Regions from separate parts of the Mus musculus genome. Here all the other regions are linked to region 3. The links are chromatin contacts, called in public HiChIP or PLAC-seq maps. All regions are on one chromosome and are shown on one strand. Each heading gives the region's core, a stretch centred on a gene start, on an enhancer-like site or on the middle of the called end of the contact. The rest is flanking DNA. Distances are from core to core; before and after follow the strand shown. Region 1 overlaps Hs3st1 (heparan sulfate (glucosamine) 3-O-sulfotransferase 1). Region 2 holds the start of Hs3st1 (heparan sulfate (glucosamine) 3-O-sulfotransferase 1). Region 3 has its middle 21 kb from the start of Gm46937.

Evidence for each region. HiChIP or PLAC-seq counts read pairs in DNA pulled down with a chosen protein or histone mark.
Region 1: a contact with region 3 is called in an H3K27ac HiChIP or PLAC-seq map of extraembryonic endoderm stem cells. The contact joins two enhancer-like sites. A contact is called at or near these places in 1 of 15 datasets of contacts at CTCF or cohesin (pro-B cells), 5 of 484 Hi-C or Micro-C datasets (B cells, CD4 T cells, cumulus cells and 1 more) and 3 of 115 datasets of contacts at active chromatin or transcription factors (differentiating embryonic stem cells, extraembryonic endoderm stem cells and trophoblast stem cells).
Region 2: a contact with region 3 is called in an H3K27ac HiChIP or PLAC-seq map of extraembryonic endoderm stem cells. The contact joins the promoter of Hs3st1 here to the enhancer-like site in region 3. A contact is called at or near these places in 1 of 15 datasets of contacts at CTCF or cohesin (pro-B cells), 10 of 484 Hi-C or Micro-C datasets (B cells, CD4 T cells, centrocytes and 6 more), 9 of 115 datasets of contacts at active chromatin or transcription factors (the 230-238 cell line, astrocytes, a colorectal cancer cell line and 6 more) and 2 of 9 other capture datasets (adipose tissue and liver).

Annotation. Positions count from the first base shown.
Region 1 is chr5:39,622,291-39,626,182 of GRCm38.p6, forward strand. The region is part of intron 1 of Hs3st1 (heparan sulfate (glucosamine) 3-O-sulfotransferase 1); the gene reads right to left. Among named protein-coding and RNA genes, the nearest start is that of Hs3st1, 20 kb to the right of the region's middle. Within about 2 kb of position 2,096, at least 58 of the 459 cell types and tissues checked have an H3K27ac peak or open chromatin away from gene starts, as enhancers often do. A contact at or near this core is called in extraembryonic endoderm stem cells, where this site is marked.
Region 2 is chr5:39,641,929-39,645,902 of GRCm38.p6, forward strand. Hs3st1 (heparan sulfate (glucosamine) 3-O-sulfotransferase 1) reads right to left here and starts at 2,703. Exons shown (of 2, transcript NM_010474.2): 1 at 2,489-2,703.
Region 3 is chr5:39,100,503-39,104,554 of GRCm38.p6, forward strand. No RefSeq gene overlaps it. Among named protein-coding and RNA genes, the nearest start is that of Gm46937, 21 kb to the left of the region's middle. Within about 2 kb of position 2,564, at least 2 of the 459 cell types and tissues checked have an H3K27ac peak or open chromatin away from gene starts, as enhancers often do. A contact at or near this core is called in extraembryonic endoderm stem cells, where this site is marked.

The DNA.
Region 1 (3,892 bases), core at 846-3,345, 520 kb after region 3:
CACATGCAAAATAGTTCATGAGACAGTGACATCCATGCTAATCTGTCTTCAAGATACCTTTACAGTCCTGCCACCTACCATGAGCACACAGCTAGCTCAAGCATGCTTCTCCTTTAGGGTAAAAGGCTCGGAGATCTAACAGAAGAGGTGGAAAGTAAGGGGTTATTTGCTGAGCAGTCACTGTGCAGAGGACAGCAAGCACAAGAGCGAAGGTCTTCTCTAGAACCTTCAACATCACCACCAGCAAGAATGGTTGTTTTCTTTTTATTTTGTACTTTTAAGCACTGACAGGGCGTTAGAGAATAGTGACGATGCAAGGAAGCTCTGGTAATTGGAAAGATCCAAATGGGAACTCTTATAGGAAGTAATCCCAGGTAAGCATAGTGCCTCTTAGGTATTCAGTGTATCAGGCCCCTGTTCTCCAGGAAGTTATATGGAACCACAGGGGTGTGTGTGTGTGTGTGTGTGTGTGTGTGTGTGTGTGTGTAGGGGTAGATGTTATGGCAGGAGAGAGACCTGGAGATTAACATTAAGATTAACATGTGAAAGAAACCAGTTGGCAGGGAAGGGCTGGAAACACTTCCTGACTGGTGGCAGATACTATAAGCAGAACACATCCAAGAGAAGTCTGACACTCACATACACATATGACAGAGGCAGGTACAACACAGAAGGACTGATGAAAGGCCATGATCCTTCTGTCCCATGCTCAATTCTTTATTCTTAGGCGCAGGACCTGGAAAACTTCAGGGAGAATGTCCTAAGCCTCAGGGCCATTCCTATACAAACTCTACACAATGGACCTAAGCCTACCGCATATGTGGGAAGTCAGTATTAGGTCATCTTTGCTAAGTATGCAACACTGTGAATCTCTTGCACACAGTAGGTTCTCCACAAACATCAATGTCCTGATGTTCTTGCCCCTGACCGTTATGAAAGTAAGTTATTAAGGTTAACTAGCCACCTCAAGGTCACAGAATCAGGAATCATCAAAACTTTTCTTCAGGGTCCTTGTCCAAGGCTCTTGCTTTGCCTTTGCCCATCTTGGAAGGGAAGCTTCACTGTGGACAGTACAAGTATATTCTGGGCAGAGGCATAAACTCCTGAAAAAGCCAGAGAAGGTGGCAGAAGGCACCGGCTCTAATAAACTGCTGTGCAAAAAAATGCTTCTTTCAAGTCTCCCATGGTGATGAGTGATTTAATTTTCTGGAATGTACTGAAACCTGAGTACAGACAGTTTGAACAACACCAGTCAGGACTGTCATTATACACACACACACACACACACACACACACACACACACACACACACAACTAAACTGAGCAATTGAAAGCATCAGGTTATTTGTTCATCCTGAAAAGTCAAAAACATCTTCCCTTTCATCTTTGCACAATGACTTAAGAGTCTGTTGCCACGGTGTCAAATTTCCATCCCTGGCAGGGCCTCTTGGAAGGCAAGGCCTAGGAAACAGATTCAGTCTACGCCTGTCAGTCTGTGAAAGGACATGGGTATTTCGAGACCTCCATAAATATTTATTTTCTTGAAATTGCCTCTACATGACACTCCTCAGCCAACGCTGACATTCAGTTTTGTTTGGAGTTATGATAATTGCTGAGAGGTAGGATGAAGTGGGAAAGGGTTCGGGGTAGGAAGGACTGAAGGACAGCTCACATAACGTCAATACGTGTTCTTGGAGCACATTTGCTGTCTGAGCTAAACAAGTCAAAATGGGCCCAAGTTCGCTTCGAAATGATTCACACTCTTGGAATGCCGCGGCTCCTCCAAGCTTTCTGAGTTCCCTGGAGTCCTCCATAATGTGGGAAGGCTCCAAATCCACAAAAGGTTACCTGGATAATGAACATTACCGGATAGGATCTAGGTGAGGGTGGGGCTGGGGAGACATAGCTTGGCAAGGACTGGAAGGTATCCTGCTGCCCCTGCAGAATCAGAGCATCCTATCTCCTGCCATAAGGGAAGGTGGAGGTCAAGCAACATCCCAGCATCCACCCCTTCAGGCACATCCCAGCATCCACCCCTTCAGGCACAAGATTAGAATGCAAGGACCCTGAGGAGGTGTTAGAAGGAAGTGACTCCAGCTTTTTCTCCAGCCCTCCAGGCTGTTCGTCACACACTATCTGAAGTACTGCAGCCGTCCAAGTGGGAGAGGACATGCCAACTTTACAAGGTCTAGTTAAAGAGGAAAATGGTACTCTAAAAGTTTGGGGAGAGGTGTGAAGTTTTGTGCCCATAAGTTCTCAGGGACACCGAGGGGTCCGTGGAAGAGGCCTGGAATCTCAGTGCCCACTACGATTCTCAGTGCGGTGGCCTGAGGAGGGGCTGTCCTTTGTTTCCCTGTTTGTTTTTCGCTGGGGTGGACTTAGCTGGATTTTAAACCCAGGATTAACAGCAATCCTGGTACACAACAAAGCGAGAGAGATCAGTCTGGCCACAGAGGTGGAGTCATTCCAGGAAGATGATAGATAACAAGAAGTTGGAAATAGCGAGACGATTTCCAGCCAAACCTTAGGTTCCTCCCTCAGCTCTGGAATTTAAAACCCGCAGGAAAGCTCTGAAACTCTCAAGAGCACTGACCCTATATATATATATATATATATATATATATTGTAAGGATTAAATAAAATAGTATGTATGGGCTGTTTAGGACACTGTTCATATGGCATGCCTTCAAATCATGGTATCTAATTTTATCCCTAAAAAATGCTTCGTGGTATAAATAGGATCTAGAGGATGATAATTAGTCAAATGCATTTGTTCGTGAGCCAAACTGCTGCAGTGATTCAACCAGACAGAAGCTCAAGGAAGAAAGGACAGTGGCACACAGACAGGATTAGGCTCTCTGTTTGAGGACAGCACAGAACAGGGTCTTGCTAAGACACCGGCCAGCCCCCCACCCCCAACAGAAGTAGAACAGCAGATGCTACTTGCTGCAGCTCCGGAGAAGGGAGGGGGGCAGCGTTCCTTCTCCTTGTGCTTCATGTTGGGCACAGAAGGCAGCAATGACCTAAATAAATCCTTCATTAGACACAGAAACACAGCGGCAGAGGCAGCACACGGCAGAGCCCTGTGACAGGAGAGCGAACAGGGCCTTTCATATTACCACGTAGCTGAGGGGAAATGGAGCCTGCCAGCACATTGGAGGCTGGAGCTGGATGCTGCAGCAAGGGTGCTCCAGCTGTGCCTCAACCTCTGGCAGGCACTTTCTTAGCTGCAGGAAAGTTCGTGGGCAGGGCAGAGGGTCAGCCCTCACGCTGCATGTGGCCAACACTCATGGGTTCTGTATATTTTCCCAGAAATACCAAGATACACGTGGTATGATAGCCACAAAATCCATGTACCAACATCCTTACCTGTCATGGTACCTACTCACTGAAGGAGAAACTGAGACAGACAAAAAGCGAAAGCTCCAAAGTTGTGCACCAAGATGCTACACAGAGTAGGGTAGCATGATGCCTTAAACCAATGCCTGCAAACTCAAACCCCTATGAACACAGATGCCTATTAACACAAGTCCCTTTGGATCTGTGTTGGGCAAGGGAGACTAGAACAGTTTACATGTGCAAGGAAATATGTGTAATGCAAAGCAAATTCTTTGTCTACTTAGACAAAGCTCAGGAAAGGATTTGTCTTATTTCTTAGGCCAGCTTTAAAGGAATGTCTTGACAGTATTTATACTTTGATATCCAATATGATTGTAGTTGAAGGTCAGCATCTTTGAGAAGCAATTTGGTTTAGGTGAGGTCATGAAGTCAGGGTCCTAATCTGAAAGGACAGGCATCCTTCTAAAGGAAAGGCAATGAGGAGAGTTCTTTATGTGTCCAACATGTGTGAAGACAAGGAAGAAGGAAGCTGTACCCAGACCAGGAACCAAAC
Region 2 (3,974 bases), core at 1,453-3,952, 540 kb after region 3:
CCCTCCCCCTCCTCCCCCAGCCACTCCCCTTCTCCCACCTGCTTTGGAATCACCACTGAATTTTAACTTAAGACAGGAAAAGCTCCTGTGAATCTTCCCCCTTCCGAGAATCCCTGGGATTTTTCAAGGCTGAGAATTTCTTCTTTTGAGGATGAAAACACAAGTCCCAGCTATATAGACGAGTTTGTGTAAGGCAAAGCTCACTCTGCTTATCAAGGTGTAGGAAGGCTATAATCTGCTGGAGAGATAAAGGTTATGCCCCACCACCACCCCACCACCCCCACCCCACACTAGCAGCAAGGGCCCTCCACATGTCCAAAATCCCCTTTGTAAGATCAAGGCACCACTTTCTCACCAGATCACCTGTCCAAAACTTTCCGTCTTAAGACATGGTATATTGCGTGCACAGCAGCTTAGGAGAGGATGTGAAGCCCAGAATCATAGCTCAGTCCTGCTCACTAAGACATCTCTGGCTGCTGGCTAATTAACTGCAGAGACTTAAGAGTGCTTAGTCAGGAAGTTGTCCATCCCTGTCGAACAAGACTTAGATGGGTAACTGATGCCAAAGGGGCTCTTTTAAAAGTTCACCTTCTCATACATGGCCGTGGAGGTGTGTGTGTGTGTGTGTGTGTGTGTGTGTGTGTGTGTGTGTAACCTTACGTAATACAACAGTCCATATCAATGTTATTTTCCCAATTCAGTGAATGTAAAAATCTAACCATGTTGAAAATAAGGAAGGGCAGTCCAATGCATTGTACCTTAAGCATTCATTTGGAACTTTAGAAGGTCGGAATAATTCTAACTGTACTCACTTTTGCTGGGAAAGTAGAAAGCAAGACTAATTCCTGGTGTCAAAAGGAATTAGTACTTCAGAAATGTGGGGGTTGGGGGTGCAGAGTTGAGCTATCTCAATCTCCTTTTGTGAAAAAAAATAAAGTTAAATATAGAATTCCTGGAATAAACTCCTGGGTGGAAGCTGGTAATTGAATTTCAACAAATACAGTGAGCTTTGGGAGCAAAGCTGAGACCACAGTACCTTGTGTCCCCCACCCCCACCCCCAAAGCAGCTGGTCAAATACCCAGGGCTGGGGCACCTGGGGACTGCGCTGGAGATCTGCTCCCACCCGGATTGGGGAAATGGCTGGGAGGTGGGGCAGCCTGGGTGCTGGTGGTACTTTCCTGAGAATGCTGAGCTCAGACTGAAGCAAGGGCGAACTCTCTCCTCTCCCTTATTCACGGTCTCCTCTACTCACCCCAGCTCCTGGCTAACAAGAGACCTCCTCTGGGAAAGCAGCTTCAAGACTGTGGATGCAGAGTTGGCTCCTTGGGATCCCCCCAAAAGCATCTTAGCATAGTTAAGTATAAAAATAGCCCCGGGATAACGCGGAGGGAAGAGGAGGAGTAAGTCTCTCGCGCAAGGCAAAGCAAGAATACCACAGCTTCTGCGTTGTGTTGTGGGGGTTGGCGAGGAAGGGTGCTACTCCTGATCCAGAGGAGAACCCCGTGTGTGCAAGGAAAATAAAGTGCCTCCTTTAGCTTAGATTGTGCCATAAAGAGTCGGAGGCACCCACAAATAATTGCTAAGTCTGGCACAGCCCACCAATCCCTGGTAGGCATCTGGCTCCAGCACTGGCTTCTCCATCCTACTACTGGTTTGAGCCCCAGGTTCGGAGAGCTGGCTTTCCAGTTCCAGGAATGGCAGGGTCCAGAGGAAAGCAGCGGAGTCCACTGCTCTAAAAAAGCGGGTGTGTATGGCACACCTGAAGAGGTCAGGCTCCGAGCGAGCTGTGCACTTTCTAAATACAAGCTTCCCAGGTTCGTGTACGGACATCCATTATCCACTACCCTCCCCCATCCGCCTCCTCTATCGGTGGTACTCGAAATAGAAGCCGAGGTGGGAAAAAAGTAAAAAAGTAACACGAAAAAAAAAAAAAAAAATAACAGCCGTATGTAACTGGCTGTCTTAATACCTAAGGTCCTGCCTGTCACCTTCTTCTTCGAGTACCCCGGGAGATGCTCAGTCTCCCCATTATTGCTACCAAATGCAAAGGCAAACTAGACCAAGGCTTCCACACCCGAGATGCCCCATTCCAGAGGGACTCCTGTTAGCTGTCCCCTGGCCCAATTCTCCGCCCTAGGTGGTACCCGGGCTCAGCCAGCGCTCCACTCTAGCTGCAGTTGCCCAAGGTCCTAGAGAGAAGCTGTGGCGCCGAGCAACGGGCAGCGACGACCCTCTCGAGTCATCTAGGGACATAAATCCAGTCTTTTAAGAGTCAGAAAGTCTGGTACCTTATAGTCCATCTCGCGAATTCTAGAGGTGAGGTTTCGGAGCAGGAGACAGGAGAATCAGATAACCCCGAGTCTTGCCTCCAGTGGAGTGTGTTCTACCTGCTTTAGCCTTATCTCACCTTGGGCTTTGCACTTGAGTTAGTCGGAATACCAGAAGAAGGTGCCTAGGCAGCCCTCACCCCTCACGCTCCGCGCTCACCTGAGTCGCGTACCCGTCCAGCCGGTCCGGCGCCCTCAATCCTCTCTCCGGCCGGGCCATGGGCAGCACCGCCGCCAAGTACCTGCGCCCTTTGGAGCAAATTCACACTCACCCCGGGACGGGCGAGCGGTGAAGGGACACAGGCACTCACCGAGAGAGACCCGGCGGTGACCGCAGCTCCGGGCTGCAGCGCACTGAGGACCTTGCAGGCAGGCGTTTTGGTGCCGGTTCTACGGATGGGAGGAGCAGGAGGAGGAGCAGGAGCCGGAGGAGGGGACAGTGGAGGCCGGAGCTCGGGGAGAGCGCGGAGGGCAGAAGAGGATCTCGAGCGCCCACTGCTGCCTTGTTGGCTCTGGTACTGCCCCGAGTCCCGCCTCCCAGCGAGTCCCTGAGCGCCGACTTCCAGCAAGCCAGTTAAGCACCCGATTTCTGCGCTTTTGGGTCCCGAAGGAGCCGGCTCCGCTCACCCAGTACCTCGGCTCCTCGGATTTTAGTCTAAAGGGAGAGACCAGCGCAGTCTAGAGGGTGGGGCGTGTGGCTTGGGTGACTTTATCCACCTTGCAAACCCTGGACTCCTGGTCGGCTCCCTGACCCCTCTGGGTCCGAACCTTGGGCCCATATGACCGTTATCCTTTTCATAAATTCTGCGTGGTCCCCAAGACCTTCGCAGTACCCACGTGTGTTCCCACCCAGCGTTCCTTACCAGCAGGTGACTCGCTTTAGGCGCCTGTGCTCGGTGCACAGACCGGGAGGTCTCTGGAGCCGGTAGCTCCATCTTGCGCTGCAGCAGGGACAGGAGCCACTTGAAGAGGTGGCTTCAGAGTGTGCTTTGTCGCCACGGAAAAACCCTCTCTCCAAAACCCTCTCTCCTTCGGTTTCACCTCAAAAGGACCGACTTAAGGCGAGCCCGAAGAATTCAGCTTTCCTTTAGCAAAAGTAACTAGGTTGGCAAATTTCACCTCTGAAACTAATCAAGTTTTTCCTGCGTTCCAAAGCTGAGAGGTTTTGTGAGAGAGCCAACCTGCATAGTGTGACTCAGTTTAAGATTTGGAGGGCGAAGGAGCTGGAATCTCCTTGGAGACACTGGATTGCTTCAGCCCAGAGCAAGTCGCCTTCCAAAGCAGGTTACCAGAAGAAAAGAGGAGCAGGCAAGAGAGAGAGAGTGTGTGTGTGTGTGTGTGTGTGTGTGTGTGTGTGTGTGTGTGAAAGGAATAAGAAAGAAGTAACCAAATTCAAATCAAAAGAACTTCTTTTAGCTACTTTAATATCTTCCATATCTTAAAACTCAGAATATAAATATTTACCATCTATATTTCTAGAATCAACATTTTCCTATCTAAGGGGGAAAATTCCTTTGGGAAATTGACCTCGTAGCTGGTGCAAAGATTAGCGTCAGTCCTCTTAGAAGGCAAACGGATGCCCAGTTTATTGTGGCTTATAAAGCAGGCAACATCTTGGAGAGCTTAGCCAAGTTTTCCTTTTCAAT
Region 3 (4,052 bases), core at 1,314-3,813:
TACAAAGCGGTGCATCCCTAAGCCGGGGCTTTTGATATCCATGCCATGGTGTTTCTCTGAAGTTGTGGAAACTGATGCCCATACTTTGCAGGCATTTCTTGTATTCACTCACACATTTTTTCCTCTGTGGTGATCTCTGGTGCTCCCTGCTTTCTTCTTCTATGGAGGAAGGCTTATTTACATTTTTACTTGTAGGATAGAAAAACTAAAACCTTGGGGGCCAATCATGTCTCTTGTATTTCAATTACTAAAACCCCCAGTCATGTCTCCCACAGCCTTTCCTGGTGTCTCCATCACTGGTGTTCTCCACAGACCACTGAGTCCAGTCAAACTAACTTCTGCCTAAGACACCCATGATAAACTTGTTTGGTTTCATGGATGTTCTGCCAAATAGTTTTCTGTCTCATACATATAAGAAGAGGTAGGTCCTGATAACTAGCACTGGTCTTTCTCAAATTCAGAACCACTGTGAACTAAATCCCAAAGCCATATCCTGCTTGATGAGACATTCTACTACATTCTAGGCTAATTAAATTATTCCTTGTGATACTGAGGACATCCTAGAAAATATAGGCTTTCGTAGCATAGGCCGAGTATTTAAAAACCACAAATAAACAATTAAATATGCCATTTTTCATACATATCCTGCATACTTCCAATACAATGAGTTAGAAGAATGATACTTTTATCATTTAAAAGTTGTTGTATCCATACCACCTGAAAGGAATGATAGGATAAGCCAGCACGGTGTCTTTCTCTTTTGCCTCATTCACATCTTTGTTTAAGTCTTGCCTGGGCTCTGAAGTAGCATCCATTTTAAAGTTGGTTACCTGCACACCTCCAAGGCACTTAGGTGCAGGCACATCTTCAAGAACTGAGGGTCAGATATACAGGAAGCATTTATCTTGGGGCTGAGAAGTAAACATCATGAAAGTGGATGTTCATTATGAGAACTTATGTTAATATCATCACAAAACACAAGGCTACAAGTAAATGATGCACACATTTCCTTTAATAACTGTGTGTATGCTGTATGTATATGCACATGTATGTGTATATGTGCACATACATGTGTGTTGGTATTGTGAGCATGTATGTGTGTGTGTATATGCACGTGTACTCCTTTGCATATGTATGCATGTGTCTTTATGTGCACATGTGTGCATGCACATGTGTGCATATGTGCATAAATGCATATGCACATACTTTTATATATGTGCATATCTGTGTGCATATATACTTGAATGTGTGAATATATAATCAATATGCATATGTACATTTGCACATGTTGTATATATGCATGAGATGCATGAGTGAGTGTGTGTGTGTGTGTGTGTGTGCATGTGTGAGTGTTTTAAGGAAACTCTTAATACATAGAGCTCTGGGTTAAGAATCACCCACTAAAATTTACCACTTGTACCTCCCAGGTTATTATGATCCAGCTGAACAGATATTAATTAGGAATATGGAATCACTGTCCTTACTTAGCAAGTAGTACTAAAGTCAGTCATTCCTTTTAAAATAATGAGAGGTTGCAGGCATAGATGACTTTGGAAAGGCAAAGTTCTGCAAATGGAAAATTGCCATTGCATAAAAACTACAGTGGATAAAGACACAATGAAGCATCACTCTGCTTTTGTAGTTTTATTAGTTATTTTATGGGATGAGAGTTCACACCCACGCTGTCATGTTACTAACTGTTCAGTGTTTACTGGTACAATGCCATGAGGTTTGAAGTGCACTTCCAGTTGCAGGTGAAGGAGGACGGTAGTTTTAAGGGAGCCCCAGACAAGAGATGGATTAGAAACGTAGTTGGGTAAGCATTTAGAGACACAGATAAAACAGTTTCAAATACTAAGCCCCAGGCAAATGCCCTGCATTCCATGCTGAGATCACAGGAACCCATGTCAGGGCAGGCACCTTACGAAACCATCTAAGAGCAAGGTGCAAGAACATGAAGCGGGGAAAATGAGGGTAGGTGTGTGCACAGTTAAATATATCTATTCCCTCATAAAAAAGAAGTTCATTCTTGCCCTCTGAGCAGATATGTGAGATGGGTTTAAAGATGAAAGCAAAACAAGTTTATTGTAGTTACCGGGGCTTCTCTCTTGCATTCCATGCAACTAAAAGGAAGAAAGGAAGGATGACGACCGACAAAGAGCAAAGGATTCCTTTTAACACCCATAGGGCTAAAATGCAAGACTGCTAGAGAGAGTAGTCACCAAGTATGTCTCCTGACACTGATGGCCATTCATCCATTTTTGCCTATGTGATGCCAAAACCTCCCTTCCTCCCTACAATAGGACCTCTCTGGAGATGCAGAGCATGTCATGGAGTTCTCTAAGGGACCCTTTTCTATGTATAGATCCATCTCCTAGATTCTTCCTTATAAATTACCACAAACCACAAAGAATCAAAGATATATTTTCTTATAGTTCCAGAGTTCAGAAATGAAGTTGATAATAGGGCTGAGTTTTTGGCAAAAGCTCTCAGAAAGGATGATTCTTTGCTTCATTTATTTTCTGGTGGTTCTATGAGTTTCTTATCTTGTAGCTACATTGCCTCCATCTTTGTCTCTATTATCACATAGGATAACTACTATTGATACAGGGTCCACTTTAAATCCAGGATGGTGTTATCATGAAATTACTTGGGTAAAACCCATTTTCTAAATAAGATCATATTCACAGATTGGGTATTAGCACTTATAGCTTTAGGAGTCATTCTTCATGATGATTACATTTAATTGTCATTTGTCACAGTGTAGAAAGAGTCTCATCGAGGAATTTTCTAGAGCAGATTAGTCTGTGGGCACACCTGAGGAATTGTCTTGAATAGGTTAATGGATGTGGGAAGACTCAGCCTGAAAATGGATCAGAACTGAGTAGGAGCAGAGGGCGTGCACTGAGTAGTAAGTATGCATACACCTATTTGATCTCATCTCTTGTGTACAGGTGTGCCTAGATGATTTGACTTCCCTGAAATGACAAACCAACTACATGAGATTGTAAACCAAATAAAACCTTTTGTCTTCTAAATCTTTTCACTGAGGTGTTTATCACAGCAACACAAATACAGCCAGACACTTCTCACCACACCACACTGTACAGCCTCTAAACGCTTCAGCCTCTGAACTCATTATCAAGGTAGGTCCCTCTTGCTCCCATTGTGAGCAAGGCATTTAAAGTAAACAAGATAGAGCCAATGATTTGATTAAAGGGGTATGCCCACTAAAAGCCAAAGATAGGAAAGCGACCATTGTTCTCTTGATAGGACAACAATGTAATTGTGATTTGACAGGTCGGGCACCTTTGCAGACTGTTTTTCAGATGTTACTCAGTTCAATTCTTTCACAACCTACAGAGTAGACTTTGCTTACTGTTTCAGAGATGAGGGAGCTGAAGCACTGGATTCTGGGAAATTTGCTGGAGCTTAACACAAGTCACTAGTCACCTGGGATTCTCTGAAAGAAGGCTGGTGGTGGAGACTCTTCTTTGCTCCTGGCCCACTGTGTCACTTGATATTCTTTCCTTGGCATCCTGTGGGATCCAAGACTGGCAGGCAGTGATGGATGCTGCTCTCTCTACACGTTCAATAGAGAACTGTTTGAGTAAATCACGTGCTCCATTCCCATGCCACTCAACAGCAGCTCAATGTCTTGAAAACATTTTATGATACTTTGAAATATCCACGAGGTAATGTTGAACAAAAATCAAATAATTTAAGAATAAATATAGTTTTAAAAAGCAAATCAGACAGAGTGTGTTATAATGTTAATACTGGCTGTTTCTAGTCTGGAATATTTTCCCTACTCTCATTTTTTATAGTTTTCAAATTGTCTGTAATAAGTCTATATTGCTTCCATGGAAAGGTGAAATCAAGACTGCTATTAATTTGGGACAAAACATTTAAGAAAAAAAAAAACAACCAAAAAATCTTATCCTCAAGCCTGTGGAGGAATATAATAATGAGAATGTAAAATTCTGAAGGCTGTTGCTTAGAAAGGGCCACTTATGGACAATCTTACTGAAAGCAGACCTTATCACGGCATT